2 separate regions of the Astyanax mexicanus genome follow, and region 2 is linked to region 1. A link is a contact called in public Hi-C data. All regions are on one chromosome and are shown on one strand. The core of a region is the stretch at or near the end of the contact, and the rest is flanking DNA. Distances in the headings are between cores, read along the strand shown. Region 1 overlaps ncoa2 (nuclear receptor coactivator 2). Region 2 holds the start of ncoa2 (nuclear receptor coactivator 2).

The links. Hi-C and Micro-C count contacts between places; a contact is called where the count stands out from the background.
Region 2: a Hi-C map of muscle shows a contact between it and region 1, with 11 times the contacts expected there. The contact joins the promoter of ncoa2 here to the enhancer-like site in region 1. A contact is called at or near these places in 3 of 3 Hi-C or Micro-C datasets (blood and muscle).

The regions. Positions count from the first base shown.
Region 1 is chr1:89,643,354-89,647,905 of AstMex3_surface, reverse strand. It overlaps ncoa2 (nuclear receptor coactivator 2), which reads left to right. Exons shown (of 22, transcript XM_007260112.3): 12 at 2,444-2,630; 13 at 3,745-3,939; 14 at 4,079-4,306. Among protein-coding and RNA genes, the nearest start is that of prdm14, 21 kb to the right of the region's middle. Within about 2 kb of position 2,540, the one cell type or tissue checked has an H3K27ac peak away from gene starts, as active enhancers do.
Region 2 is chr1:89,707,998-89,713,073 of AstMex3_surface, reverse strand. It overlaps ncoa2 (nuclear receptor coactivator 2), which reads left to right and starts at 2,830. Exons shown (of 22, transcript XM_007260112.3): 1 at 2,830-2,968.

The DNA.
Region 1 (4,552 bases), core at 1,291-3,790:
GGCAGCTAGCATTTACTGTCAAACAAACATGTGGATAGCATTTAGCTTCAGGGCAGTGTGTACAAAAAATCAGAGTATTAGCTGGTGAGGTCCCTCTCTCTTCCTGTCTCTCTCCCTCCCTTTATGTGAATTATTGATGAGTGAGAAATCAGAGCAGCGTTTGTGATCACGGTCACACTACAGTCTGTGTGTGAGATGTATTACAGACACACTGTATGGATAGATTTGATTGGAGTTAGTGTTTTAATAACTTGGACGAACCTGCATTCAGGGGGGGAAATCATTCCTCATTACAGTCCAGTAAAAGTAAAAGATGGACAGAGTTTAATCTGAGCTAATTGGTTAGTCACTGCAGGCCGCTTATGATTTACTTCAGTTCTGTTTTCGAGTTTCTTTCTGTACAGTTAAATTAAAAACAGCATCTGCCTTTCTCTAAACTAAAGTTCTTTGGTAGTTTCACACAGGAGTTTGCAGTCTGGCGTAGTTAACTTAGTAATGAGAGCTCACTGTAACCAGTTAACTGCATACAGAGAAATGGAGAGAGTTGTGGCCCAGGGTTTTGAGGGCAGAGAGATGGGAATAAATGCAGTGAAAGAGAAAGTGGGAGAGAGTGAGGGATGAAAATGAGAGAGGGATATGGGTGTGTTATGAGGTATGCATTAATAGTTGATGAGTTTGAGCTGCTGAGCCTTCATTAATTTACTGTTCTGTAATAGAGATGTCATATGTGCTGCCCCCTGGTGGCAGAGCCTAGATATTATTCATATTATCGAGCAATTTAGCCATTTTTCCTACAGGTGCTGCCTGAGAGATATATATTCGCTTTAAAGAACAAAAAAAAGAATGTTAAGTATATTTTATGTACATAACGTTCGAGAGAAAGTTTTATACTGTCTTTATTTATTTATTATTTTTTTTAGCTTTTCTTGTACAATTTATACAGCTTTTACATTTGCATTTTCAGATTATTAGTAATGCCTACCACATTTGGCTGTACAAAATAATGAGATTTAATTGTGGTTAGCTGCAACAGAAACGTTGCTTCTGATCTGTAATTACAAAATAAAAAATAAATAATGCCATTTAAATTGGCTATGCACAATTATGTGATTACTTGTAATTTGTTTGAATTAATATGATCAATTGTCTCTAAAATAATGGGGTCAATTTTGATTGACAAGCAGATTTTAAAACAATGTCAATATTTCTGATTAACTGTGATTTAATAATGCATTTGTAATAGAAATAATGAGATTAATTATGATGGATAGGAACAAATATTTTTGATTAATTGTAATTGAAGTTTTATTACTGCTTTTGATCGTACAGGATTTCAGGATGCTGTCCTTTATTGGTTTTGGATATTTAATAGCATTATGCTTGAATAAGAACACATTGAAGCTATAGCCAAAAAACACTTTGTGTGCTGTGTGAAGTCATGCTGCGTTCTGACCTGTGTGTGTGGGTTTCAGATATGTTAAGTTTGAAGTGAAAGAGCTGATGTTGTGTGTTGGCCTTTAAAATGGTAACTGATCCAGAGCGAATGGAGTAATATTCAGCCTCCTTTAACTCAGTGTGAAGGTTGGCCTAGATTCCTCTCTCTCTCTCTCTCTCTCTCTCGCTCTCTCTCGCTCTCACTCTCTCTGTCTCTGTCTCTGTGTGTGTGTTCAACAGGAAAGCGTTAGCTGCATAGCGTGTGTCCTCCTATCTGTATGGTGGGATATAAGTCTCAGGTTTTCAAACCCCACTGTAACACGTAACTATAGATTTTACAGGGAAGGGAAACAGTTGGTTAGTGAGGTCTTCACTACTGGATTTTGGGTTTGCCCAGGAATCAAGTTTACCACTGTTAATCAGGATTAAAGTTGCACATTAAAATTGTTGATTGCAGTTAATTATGTAGTACTGGTCTAAACAAAATAATTTTGTTTAAAGAGTGTAAACCCTTAAATACTTTATGGTCTTGATCAGGTAAAAAAATAGTGAGATCATCAGCCAACGTGTCCAACTACACTTAACGTTAGTTGACTGGCCAACAAATAAGGCAATACATCTGTGGTGGCTCAACTTCTGAGATATTTTGTTGTTTGTTTTTCTTGTAAATCAGAAAAATATATAATTTTTTAAATATAATATAACTAAGACTGGGCTGTATGATCAAAGATTTGTATCACAGTATGTTTTTATAACTCATTTACATTTTTCATATGTTTTAGCTGTGCATGTAATAGTTCCAGAATCTAAACATGTATAAATCTTACATACTGTATTTAATTTTAACACAATAAAGCTGAAGTTCTTATCTGAAGACTTTTTAAAACTTTTTTTTAGTTGTTATATTTAATTTTTAATTAAGGTGAAATGAAAATCTTAAATCATTTTTGATTCTGTATTGACTTTTAACTCTTTGTTTTTGTGTGTGTGTGTTTGTGTGTGTGTTTAGTCGAGTGAGCTGGATGACATCCTGGATGACCTGCACAACGCTCAGCCAGGCTTATTCTCCGAGAGCCGGCCCGTTTCTCTGCCTGCTGCAGTGGACAAGCAGTCCATCATCAATGACATCCTGCAGATCACTGGGGAGGGCGGAGCCACGCAGCAGCAGAGAGTAATGCATGTCATGGCACAGCAAAGTGAGAGACACACACACACACACACACACACATACATTTGCATTCACACATACATGTGCAGATTAACTGGTAAAGGGACTGATGGCGTGTCTAAACTGTGATCACGTACATAAACAACACTGCTCAGTTCTTACAGTCTGGCTGAGTTCTTAATCTTAGCGTAGACTGTGGAAAACATTTTGTCCAGGCTGATTTATTCAGACTATTTGAGGTAGTTTTTAAATATTTTGAACTTTTCAATCACTTTAGGGCACATTTTTTACACAATCAATCAAAGTAAATCAGTGCATAGTGTGTGAATACATCGGTGTAGGTTTTTACTGTAACAATGTCAGACTATGTGCACGTCTATATTTAACTTATTTCAAGCCAGAATGAAACTCTTAAAAGTGGCTTGTTTGATTTTAGATGGTTTATGGTTGTATCTTCCAAAGTAAATACAGTCTGAAATAAGAATCCAGAAAGCTAATTAATATTGTTTATAGCATAGCTACCTACCTTTCATGAAAGTGTTGTATGGGGACCTATATCGACTGCCTTCCAATGAATTGGGGCTGAGTCTGTGGGTAAAGGTAAAAATAGTTTATAGAATCTAGAAGTCTCCTCTTACATTTTGTGGAGGGAAAACTCCCTCCAAAAATTGATTAAGGGGATATGCTTGATGCTGTAACGATATTAATTAAGTGACTCCATAACTGCAAATTATGTGGCCAAGAATGTTCTGTTATTATTTCCTCTGTACAAAATAGTAGTCATTTTGTTTAGTTTTTATTTATTTGTTATTGGTGTAGTTGTAATCTAGATCAATCGATCTGTGGTTACACCAAATGTTCTAACCAAATAACCAGAAAAAAAACCTCCCATGCCCCACCCCCTTAGTAGTAATGAAAATAATGTAAATTTATAAATAGTTTGAAATGGGACTGGTTTCTTCTACAGCTCCTGTAAACAATCAGTTCAGTCCACGTTGTAAGCAAGTGTCTACAGTCCTTAGCACTTTATTACCCTGTTTGGCCCAAGGTTATTTCTTTCAATATGTTAAATGTTGTTATAGCTGTTTTTTGTGTGTTTTTTGTGAATCTGTATCATTTACCGTGTTAATTTGTGTGTTTAGACTTTAGTGGTCCAAGGCATCCTGGCCGGACTCCTGGGCAAAGTATTTCTCTGGAGATGAACATGGCCGCTAAAGCTTCTCCAGGTCAGTACCCTCTAATGAGGAACACCAGCCCATACTCCCTGATGCAGCAACAGCAGCAGCAAGGCATGCTGGGAAACAAAGGGGTCATGCACAACCAGCCCAATATGCCAGGTAAGTGGATCTCCCCAGCCAACCACACACACACACGCACACAGAGCGAGACGTTTAAAATAATATTTCTTTTACTCTCTTACTCCTCTCTTTCACTCTTTCTCTCATACACCTCTCCACCTGTCTCTCTGCCTCACAGTGATGAGTGGTGCTGGTGGACGTGCAGGTCTCCAGCAGGATGTGTGGGTGTCTCAGGGGTCCGGAGTAGTCAGCAGTTCACCATCCTCCGCAGTTCCCCCCACTCAGCCTCTCCAGCAGGGGGCACTGCAGGCCCGCATGGCTCAGAATGCCAACCCCAACATGGGAATGAGAGCCAGTGGACAGCCAGGACCCCGAGCCATGCTGCAGGGTCAGATGATGTCCAATGGTAAATAAATACAGATGTAGATATAGTCGTGAACTCAGCAGGGGGATTATGGAAAAAAAAAAAAAAAATTCTCAACATATTTATATTTTTATTAATTTTTATTGTTTATCTTGTACTTGCGTATGACATCATAGTCATATTATATATTAAATAACAAATCATGGCAAGATTGTAAAGATATTATGTGATTTTGGATTTAGGTTTATACAATACATAGCCGTTTTTAACAGTTCTGAAGTTGAAGTA
Region 2 (5,076 bases), core at 1,581-4,080, 65 kb before region 1:
AATAAAAAAGTGAAATATATTTCTTTACATATTGATGCACATATATGTATATGATTGAGACATGTATATATATTTAAATGTAAGAAAAGGTATATTCATTTTACCACTTGGTTTCTACAAGTATTACTTATCCTCCAGGTTGAATGTTAAACCAAATTATTTTCCCTCATTTTATTGTATAGAGGCTTGTCTTGTGACAGTATATCTTTCAAAAATATGTTAAAAAATTAAAGCGATTGTGTAATCACTTAGCATCAGAGGACAACACCACAGGTAATTGCTCCATGTTCCATTGTCAAAACTGATGTTTGCCAAAAAAAATATTGCTTCCAATCTTCCAACATGTTAAGCATTGTAAACACTTAATTGTTATTGGATAAGCATACAGTGAAAATCTGTCATTTAGCAAAAAGATCCACCCAATAAAAGAGCCATTTCAATTCATTTTAAACATTTCAAACATTTGGTGGAGGTAGTGTTGCTTGAGTAGGGATGCTTTCCTGCTTCCATAGTACCTGCTTTAGTACTTGATGGAGCCTTGAATTCTGCTCTTGCCAGTCATCAGGCTGTGACACAGAATCTGTTTATGAAGCAGGACAGAGATCCAGAGAACAAGAGCAAGACTACCTCTGAACATCATAAAAGAAACAAAATTTAGGTTTTTGACGAGGTCTTCTCAATGTCCTGACTTAAACATCCACTGAGATACTGTGTCAGGGCCTTAAAGGCCGCCAGTTTTGATAAATTACAGCAATTTTAGGAAGTGTGGGCCAGAATTCTGCAGTAATGTGAAACACTAATCTTCAGTTATAGGAAGTATTTGGTTTTGGTTGTTGCTGCTAAAGATTGTTATTTACTCATTTAGGGGTTATTAGTTTATTAAGGGGGAAATTACTTTTTCACACAGTTGATATTGCCATTCAGGAGCCTCAATAAATGAAATTATTATTTAAATCTGTTCTGTGTTACATTGTCTTATATTTAAAAAAAAATAATAAGATACAGCACAGTAAGGACCAAACACGGTTAATATTGTTGTTTAACCACTGCTTATCCTTTGTCATTACATTGACTATGCCTTTAAGGCTGGTTATACTGTATATATGAACGTGCTCTGTTCTCATTGGCAGATTTGTATTGGGTCACATTTTAAAGCAGTCCAAGCTGCAACACCCTATATACCTTCAGCAAGGATGGATGAAGCTATTTTGAAAAGACAGACATATTAAAAAATTAATTCATTTTTTTTATTATTTATTGATAATACTCAAGTTATAGACCTTAGATATGGTGTTTCCCACACCAGTGCTTATACACCATTGATAAATTACTTGTGGTACTATGGGGTAATAAGCAGTTTAATATGAAACTTCTGTCAGGGAGTAAGAATAACATCAACCTTATCAGTAATGGGCTAATGTGGCTGCAGGTTTTTAATCCAACCAAGCAGAAGCACACACTGTACAAGTAACCACTTGTTTACAGGCTGAGCCTAGCTGATTGAACATAGAATCAGGTATGATGAAAACCTTCACTCACACACATCGGCTGATTGTGGATGAGATTGTTGACCCATAGTTTACAGTTTACACATGCTTACTGTACATTTGGTTAGGCAGGTATGAATAAAAGCATAAGAAATTACTAAATGTATGGTATTCTGTCTCACACACAAGCTGCTGATGTAACAGTGTTTAGTATTAATACTAAAGTATTTAATCAACCAATTTATATAAAAACAAATCCTTAAAATAAATACAATCAAAATTACATTACCTTACAACTATTTTCATTTTCAAACTTATGTTTTTTTTCCCATTTAATGTTTATTTATTTCATCACCACTTTTTGGACAAGCACCGCCAGTCAAGTGCTGTGATTGGTTGGTAGTTTACACTCACAAGTCATCCGTCAGGAGCGTTCTGGACCGGTTAGAATAGAATGAACTGTACTAGCCAATCAGAGCGCACAGGGGCAGGGCTTTAAGCCTTTGGAACGACAAATTGAGTGAACAAAAAAAACATATAATAAAATAAAATAAAAAATAAAAAAAGCAAAACAAAAATAGCCAACCCTGAGCACTGAACATGGTGCAATGAGGGTTAAACGGATATAAATAAATATATATATATTACATATAAATAATAGATAATAAATAACGCAATAAATTAAAATAAAATAAAATACAATAGGAGGGGCTTGCCTCGAAGCAAAAGGCCAAGGAATAAAAGCAAACAGAAATCGAATTAGAATTAAATAAAGTCAAACTGCATGCATGATGGGTAGGGTTTTAGCTTTTAGAACACCAAAATGAGAGGAAAAAAAACGAGAATGTTCAACCCTAATAAAATAAGATAATGGAACTAGACAATCTTATTAAAAGTTGGATATGATTTCTGACAGTGGGGAAAATAATAAACACAATTAATTAAAATTAATTAAATACAAGGGGTAAAGGGAAAAGAAATAAAAAGGAACATAAATTGAGTTGGGCTGAAATAAAGTCAAACTATCTAGCCAATCCTGGCGCAGGATGGGCGGCGCTTGTGGTGATGAGAAAATAAATAAAATAAATAAACACCAAATAAATTAAAGTGTAATAAAAGAAAGCGAACAATCAACCAATCCCGTCGCTCGAGAGGCGGCTCTTTAATGTTCCAGAACGTCATGACGCTCCGGTCGTGACTGCCTGTGTGAATGAAGTGTTAGCCAATCAGCGCGCATGGTGGGCGGGGATTTGTCGTTCTGTAACGTCGTGACTGTGCGTGAATATGCAGTACTGGTCAATCCGGTGCCAGGGGGCGGGGCTTACCGTGCAGATCAACAACACGCAGTAGATCAGCAGCAGCCAAAGGCAACATGGCGGCGGCGGCGCTGAGCTCAACTGCTGCTTCCCCAGAGCGAAGGTCAGAGCAGGAGCCTAAACTCGGCATCTAACCGCGGACAGAGCCCTGCGAGCCCCCGAACTGTGAGTAACGACACGCCGGCGGTCGGTCCCGGGCGGTTTGGGCCGCTTTGCGCGGCTGTTTGGTGTATTTTTTGTTTGTCCCTCCCTCCCCCCTCTCACAACACGGAGGGATCGGGTCTTCTTATTCGACTTTTCCGTTCCACCTTAAATGGCGCAGGAGTTCACATTCTGAACTCTGAACGCGGTGCTTGCGCCATTTAAGGTGGAACGGAAAAGTCGAACGTGAGTGTACGAGGCTAACTTGAGTTGGACGAGTTTCGTGCTGTTGTTTTGCGGTTTTTAGGGAGATTTTAGTGAAGTATAAAGAGCCGAGCTCGTGTTTACTCTTTAGTTCCCTCGTGTGAGACACTTTACCCCTGAACCGTTCCCTCCTGCTCGTTTGGTCGAGTTGCTTTTGAAGATGAAACTTGTGCTAGCTCAGCTCGGCTAGCGGTCGGAGTCCGTCGGCGGTCCATCGGTGTTTCGTCGCTGTCCAGTCAAGGCGCTGTGTGTAGAAGACTCGGGAGAGATTTAACACGCTTTTAAAGAACAGAGCAGCTCTAGTCTCCCGGTCTGAGTCTAGAAAAGGCTTCATCCAAGTTCAGCTCTCTGAAAAGTTTCACACAAGATTCAGCCATCGTGAAAGTCCCTTTTCTAGCTAATGAAGACCTCAGGCCTTTAAGACCTTCAGACTGACAGCTCACAGTCTGATCTGGATGGACAGGTCGTTGTGTTGCTCCAGTGTTTGAGGGAATGTCAGCATTGCTCAGCTTGGGCTGATTGGGGAATTCTGTATGCTGAGATCTGATCATTTGGTTAAAAGCTATAAAATCTAGTGTCAGCAAACCTGCCTAGATTTATTACAGTAAAATATAACTTTTATTATTATTATTATTATTATTATTATTATTATTATTGAAGCATGCTTAGTCATAGTGCTGGACAGCTCAGTGTGCATATACATTCAGTATTTAAATAAAAAATTAGCTGTTTTCCCTTGACTTTTTCATTGTTTGTACAATATCATAATTATATTGTAACGAGCACAATTAGGAAATGGTTTGTGATATAAATGTCCTATTTACTTGGTGGTTGAAAGTTGTCAACTGAACTTTATTAGAAACAGTATTTATTACTAGGTAGAGATAATATAGTTCAAAGCGGATGTATTCTATAAATTATGGACAACGTTTCTCCCAAATTCCAAATAAAAATATTGTCATTTATATTGTCAATATTTAGTGGAACAACCGTGTTTTTGATCACAGTTTTCATGCATCTTGGCATGCTCTTCTCCACCAGTCTTACACACTGCTTTTGGATAACTTTTTGCCACTCCTGGTGGTCTGTTGGGTTTAGATCACTGAAGAACACTGTGCTCACCGCTATGTTCATGAAACCAATTTGAGATGACCTGCTTTGTAAAATGCTATTATAAAATTGTAAATTGTGGTCATGTAGTGATGCACATGGTTTGCCCCAAAAGTGTTGATCAAGTTGGTGGAAATCAAGTGATGATTCATGGATTGATATTTACATAGTCAAAGTTTGCCATGAAAACTTCTCCCTCATCATTACACCACCTCCATCAGCCTGGACAGTAAACATGTAGCTGGTTGGGTCCCAACCTACCATTTTTACCTCAGCAGAAATTAAGAGTTATTAAGCAAGGTTACACTTTAGCACCTGTCTTTAGCTGCCGGCTATCACAAGCCTGTGCTCACTGCAGCCTCACCTTTCTGTTCTTGTCTGATACACCACAATTTATACTGTGGTTAGGAGTTACTGTAGCCTTTCTGACAACTTGAACCAGTCTGCTGATTTTTTTTATGACAATTTGTAAATCAATTTGTTCTACAGATATGTTGCTCAGATCTCAAAACAGCAGTTGAAACATGCCAACAATCATGCCATGCTCAAATGGTTGAAGTGAACATTATCTGATGCTGCTGTTCCTTGTTATTCCTTCCTTGTTCTTTCTTGAACATATTTACAGCTGCCAAATGATTGTCTGCTTAGTAGGAAGGCATCAAACTGATTAATTTTGGCTGAGGTCGAGTCCAAACAAAATATTGAACCTGTTTTTTATAGCTTTCATTAATGTTGCCATTTTTATCACCATTGCATAA